Linked DNA regions of Mus musculus: region 2 is linked to region 1. The links are chromatin contacts, called in public HiChIP or PLAC-seq maps. All regions are on one chromosome and are shown on one strand. The core of a region is the stretch at or near the end of the contact, and the rest is flanking DNA. Distances in the headings are between cores, read along the strand shown. Region 1 overlaps Hipk1 (homeodomain interacting protein kinase 1). Region 2 holds the start of Phtf1os (putative homeodomain transcription factor 1, opposite strand).

Region 1 (2,770 bases), core at 32-2,531:
GGAAGAGTTTCTGTACTTACTCTGAAAAGCAGGTGGGCATACTATAAATGTTTGCTGGAATGGATCTGTCTGAGTGCAGATCTGGGTGGTTCCAGGTTGTAAGGAAACACCCTGCTGGGCAACTCCAGGAACTGGCGCTGCCGACGATGGGTACAAAGCCGATTGGTAGTTTAGCAGCGAGACATCTGAATTAGCCAGAGAAAGGGTAGCTGCTGCTGCAGTAGAGCTGGAAGCTAGAACACTGGCCTGAAACAGCAAGATCACACAGAGACGGTATTAGAAGATGGACGTACACAATATGCACATCTTCTTCATTGTTTTGTTTTTCCATACAGGGTTTGTCTGTGCACCCAAGGCTGATCTAGAACTCACTTTGTAGACAACGCTGGCCTTGAACTCACAGAGATCCCCCTGTCTTTTCCTTTCCAAGTGCTGGGACTAAAGGCATGTGCCATTACTCACACACCCTGCCCTCCTAGCTCTCAAATTTTTTTTTTAAAGAAAAACTTTTGAGGCTGACTCTCATGTAGTCCAGGCTGGCACCAAACTCCTTATCTATCCAAGAGTGACATTTGAACTTTTGATCCTCCCGTCTCATCATCTGGATATGGGACTTAAGGTGTACCACCATACTTGCTTTTGCAATGCAGAGGATATAATGTTGGGCCATGCATGCTAGCAAGCACTGTCATCTGAGCTATATCCCTAGTCTTAAAAAATAAAAACTAAAAACAAAAGGTTTGTTTACTTTGTTTTGTTTTTTAAAACAAGGTCTTCCTATGTAGTTCTAGAAGGCCTAGAATTCATTATGTTAGACAGGCTGGCTGAGACCTCAGAGACATGTCTACTTCTCTCTGCCTGAATAAGGTGTACAGCACTACATCCAGCTTTATAGCCTTTTATCTTTTTAAAGCATTTATTTGTTTATTGCACCATGTGCAAATGATGTCAAAGGACGACTTGAGGGAGGGTCAGAGCTCGCTTCTTACCATATGGGTTCTGGGAGTAACAGTCAGGGTGTGAGGCGTGGCAGCAAGCACCCTTCCTCATGATGGGGCCATCTTGTCAGCCCAGAACAAAACTTTAAAATGTAATACTAGTTATCTTTGAAATAACTCTCTAAGTTTTCCAGGGCTAGGGATACACAGCTCAGGAATACGGTAATACAGTGTTTGCCTAGATTCCATCTCCAGAACCAGAAATAAGCAAGCAGAGAGTGGTACTATGAAGGGAAGGTGAGTCAGCACATGAGGAGTGACACATGGTTACGCTGGTGCTGTCTGGGAAGTGATGACACAAAGCTCAGCTATGTCAGCAGCATGCTTCATAGGAGAGTCCACTGAAACTCATAAGCACTTACAGGTTTTTAAAAAGTACACCAAACTAAAAAACTGAGCTTACATTTTTAGAGAGACTTTTCTTATTAGCAAGCAAATATAATGCCACCTTTTTTAAAAGGTTTATTTATTTTATGTATATGAGTACATATAAAATCCTATTGCAAAAGAGTAAATTACTTGATCAAGCTTAGTAATCTAGCAGCAACAAGTAATTCAATATTCAGAGCCCATGTACACTAAGTCTTATAAGGACATGTATTTAAATACTGTCCGAATATGGCTGGCAGGTACATCTATTTGGTCGTTTATTATGTTTGCCAATTCTTTTCTTCATAACAGAGAAGACTGAGCCCGAAACTGGCCTGCATTATTATCACACATGCATGATACCTGTGAGTGTGGGCATGCGTGTTCTACAGTCTGAGGACAACTTTTGGAAATTAAGTTTTCTACCATGACTTTTCATGATCAAACTGAGGCCCCCAGGCTTGCACGGCAAGGACTTTTACCTGATGAGCCATCTTGCCCAGGCCCTCACACAGAAAATGCTAAAGAAGCAACAGAAATAGCAGCATAGGACTGGTCTCTCTTACTGCCTCTGCCCCACCTAGGCTCGAGTTCCCACAGTCCCTCACTGTACCTGATTGTGCACTGTGTTGAGCTGGTTGCTGAAGCTCATGGTTAGATTTGTGCTTGTATTTGGAGCGACATGTGTAGTGAAGGGACTCTTGATCTGACTCACTGTGTCATACATGTGAACCCTCCGCTTGCAGATCTCCATGTTCTGGAAACAGGACTTAACGCTGAAAAAGATTAGAAATACACTAAATGAATGCTGGAGTTAAAACAAAAAATTCAAAACAGACATGGAACAAAGTATTTGTTTCCAAATATTTTCAGAAAGAAGAACCAAGGGTTGTTCTAACAAGAAGAAAAATCGACACCTCTCTCTAAGCCCACAGCTTTTAGAAAGAAAAGCACCAGTGAGTCAATTTACCAGCAACAAAATGACTGCTGACCTGGCAGCGCCCTGGAAATAAGATGGCAACTCCACCGAGGCACAGCGGCACAGCCCGACCCCCATACTCACTGGCTGCTGTGTGGACACAGCGGCACACCCGACCCCATACTCACTGGCTGCTGTGTGGACACAGCGGCACAACCCGACCCCATACTCACTGGCTGCTGTGTGGACACAGTGGCACACCCGACTACCCCATACTCACTGGCTGCTGTGTGGACACAGCGGCACAGCCGACCCCATACTCACTGGCTGCTGTGTGGACACAGCGGCACAACCCGACCCCATACTCACTGGCTGCTGTGTGGACACAGTGGCACACCCGACTACCCCATACTCACTGGCTGCTGTGTGGACACAGCGGCACAGCCGACCCCATACTCACTGGCTGCTGTGTGGACACAGCGGC
Region 2 (2,700 bases), core at 196-2,695, 210 kb after region 1:
AAAATTGGTTACCTGCATTTAGAGCAGCCGTAGGCTTGTGACGATGCATGGCATAATAATGAAGATGCTTACTTTTCAGATGTGGATGGAGTATGGGAGACAAGAGAATCCCTTTCCTCATTAAGTTTTGTGTGAACTCTGTAGTTGAAGTGCCTGTCCTGACAGCATTTAGGTCTTAGAAGGGTCTCAGTATTTCATCAGTTCTCATAGATAGGAGGGGGTTAATTATCTCCACAACACTGGTGAGAAAACAGACTTGTTAAGTCAATTTCCTAAAATGACAGTTCATTACTGGGAGCTGGGGCCTGAATGTTTTTTGGGGGGTTCAAAGCTTGGCCTTACACAGCAGCATCCTAATAAAACACTGAAAATTTTTACCAGGGTTCCTGAAAAATAATTTGCAGCTGTACCACCAATTCTATTCCTCAAAGTACAGCCACAGCCCAGAAAACCTCTCGTGTGTTTGGCAATGAAGCCAAATGCTTTTGTTATTAGTGTTAAATTTAGGTCTTAACAGTAATTTTTTGAGGTCATTTACCAAAATGAGTTGGTTGTTGCCTTGAGCTCCACTGTCCAGCAGCACTGAAGGGGCTGTTAAGGCTCAACAGCTTTTTATTTAACCCTGAACAGTTAAGGGGTATACAGTGGGGATCACTGCCAATGGGTGAGGCAATTTTTAAAAATAATTCCTATGGGTGTTAACATTTTAGTCGTTTCACAGTATGGATAACTTTCATTTGATGCTGTTTTAATGGCTGGAGACTGCCTAAGTGGTAACTATTACCCATTTTTAGCCTTACATCAACTAAATGCTTAGTGCCTAGGGCAAGAAAGGACTTAGCTTTTAATAAGTTCAAGACAGTGGCCCCTGGAAACAAACCACTAAGGTGCACACAAATGTGTAGAGACAAGAACAGCTTAGAAACCCTGTGGGTATACATATTTATATTTACATTAGAGTGCAGTTGCCCTTTCTCTGGACCTCTCTTTAAATCACTATAAACAGCCATTTTCTCCGATTTGGGGGAAGTCCCAGTGCAGTCCGAGCCCTGTGCATCCCCTTAGTGTTGTGTGGGCAGCAGAAAGCCTTTGTCCCAGAGCTGCCGAGAGCCGAAGGAGGAACCACTGGGCCACAGGCAGCCTGTCCGCGTTCCAGGCCGCGCAAATTCACCAACATTTGTCCATCCAACAAGAACGGAGAACTCGAGCGAAGGCTCGTGCCCTGCACTAGTCTCGTCCCCCCAAAGGAGACAAGGACATGAAGTAAACACCACGCTAAATGCTACAGACCCGCACAGGAACCTCTGGAACATCGGGACCAGCCTCCCGGGGACCGACGGGTACTGGGAGGGTCGTTTCTGAGGTGACTTTCCGTTAAGCGTCGAGGGTTACACGCGAGGCGGCTGTCGGCTTCTTCCTCCGGGCAGCCAGAGCGGCGGGAAGGCGGCCGGGGGCGGAGCCGGAAGGCGGAAGCGGCCGATCGCATCGAGAGCTTGTGGAGCTGCGGCCCGTCCCTCACGGAGGACGCGCGCCGTTGCTCCGGCCCGGGGCCGTCTGCTGGCTTCCAGCCGGGCACCCAGCCCTTGCGGGTGCCGAGGTGGCTGGCGAAGGCACCCTTCCCGCTTCCTTCTGCTCATTCCCCAGTTGGCTCCTGGCTTCTCCCATGGCCTGTTCTGTGGCCGCCTAGGTCGGGCGTCTGTGGCTGCAGGCTGCGCTCCTCCCGGCGCAGGACGCTGGGCTGCCTCCGGGGCAGGGCTGGCCGCCGCGGTCTCCATGGTAACGGCCAGGCGGACGGCCGGGCCTCTGGGGGAAGATGCGGCCTGCCGGGCCCGCCGCCTCGCCCCCGGCCTCTCGGTCCGGCGGGGGTCACTGAGCAGCGGGGGCCCGGCCGGCAGCCTGCCTGGCAGCGGGCACCAGGTGAGCCGGCCGCGGGGAGGCAGAGGGCGCGGGAGGCCAGCTCGGGTACTTGCTGTCCCCGCATCCATTCTTGTGCTGGGTGGTGCAGAGGCTTCTCGGATGCTGTTTCGCCTATTTCCCCCTCCCCCCACCTCTTTCTGGCGAACACCCTGAGTAAGAGCAGCTAGCTAATGGAGAGACTGAGAGAAGCAGATTTTAAGCCATACCCCCAAACGGGACAATGACCTGAAACAACTGGACTTACCGAGATATTTCCTTCGTTTTCAGTGAGATCCCATTTCTCTGGCTGGAGACACAGATGGCCTCAAATGAGAGAGATGCTATATCATGGTATCAGAAGAAGGTAACAACAGTAGTTTTTGTTTGTAAACCATACTCCCTGCAAAAAACTCCCTTAAAGAATATTGTTAACTTTCCTTAAGTTTGGTAATATCACATGTTCTTATATAACATCTCAACATAATTATAAAAAATGATGTGCAAAGTCATTATAAACACAGTTTTAGGTTCTAGGAAGTGAGCTGTAAGTCACCTTTCTCAAGGCAGCATACACGAACTACTACAATGCTTTGCTTTTGCAAATTATCAGTCTTTTAATTTTTTTTTTTTTTTATAAAGACAAGAATGAAATCCTTATCTGCATGGCTCAGATTGTTACTATCGTCTGATTGAGCTGCTCCTTACCTTTTCTTCCTCTCTGATTCCCATTGATGCTTTCTTCAGGGAGTGGAATTTTAGGTGATCTTTAGTGTAAAATATTTGGAGGGTTGCTTTTTTCACTTT

What was found. HiChIP or PLAC-seq counts read pairs in DNA pulled down with a chosen protein or histone mark.
Region 2: a FOXA1 HiChIP or PLAC-seq map of pancreatic cancer cells shows a contact between it and region 1. The contact joins the promoter of Phtf1os here to the enhancer-like site in region 1. A contact is called at or near these places in 6 of 39 promoter capture datasets (the 3T3-L1 cell line, the C10 cell line, embryonic stem cells and 3 more), 1 of 15 datasets of contacts at CTCF or cohesin (CD8 T cells), 3 of 484 Hi-C or Micro-C datasets (embryonic stem cells, granulocytes and myeloid progenitors), 6 of 115 datasets of contacts at active chromatin or transcription factors (CD8 T cells, the SCID.adh cell line, effector CD8 T cells and 3 more) and 3 of 9 other capture datasets (adipose tissue, liver and macrophages).

The regions. Positions count from the first base shown.
Region 1 is chr3:103,758,515-103,761,284 of GRCm38.p6, forward strand. Hipk1 (homeodomain interacting protein kinase 1) reads right to left here. Exons shown (of 16, transcript NM_010432.2): 7 at 1,981-2,143; 8 at 21-246. Among named protein-coding and RNA genes, the nearest start is that of Gm15886, 12 kb to the right of the region's middle. Within about 2 kb of position 1,282, at least 54 of the 459 cell types and tissues checked have an H3K27ac peak or open chromatin away from gene starts, as enhancers often do. A contact at or near this core is called in pancreatic cancer cells, where this site is marked.
Region 2 is chr3:103,966,871-103,969,570 of GRCm38.p6, forward strand. It overlaps Phtf1os (putative homeodomain transcription factor 1, opposite strand), which reads right to left and starts at 1,446. Exons shown (of 1, transcript NR_030676.1): 1 at 1-1,446. Phtf1 (putative homeodomain transcription factor 1) reads left to right here and starts at 1,388. Exons shown (of 19, transcript NM_013629.2): 1 at 1,388-1,917; 2 at 2,185-2,260. The coding sequence starts at 2,216.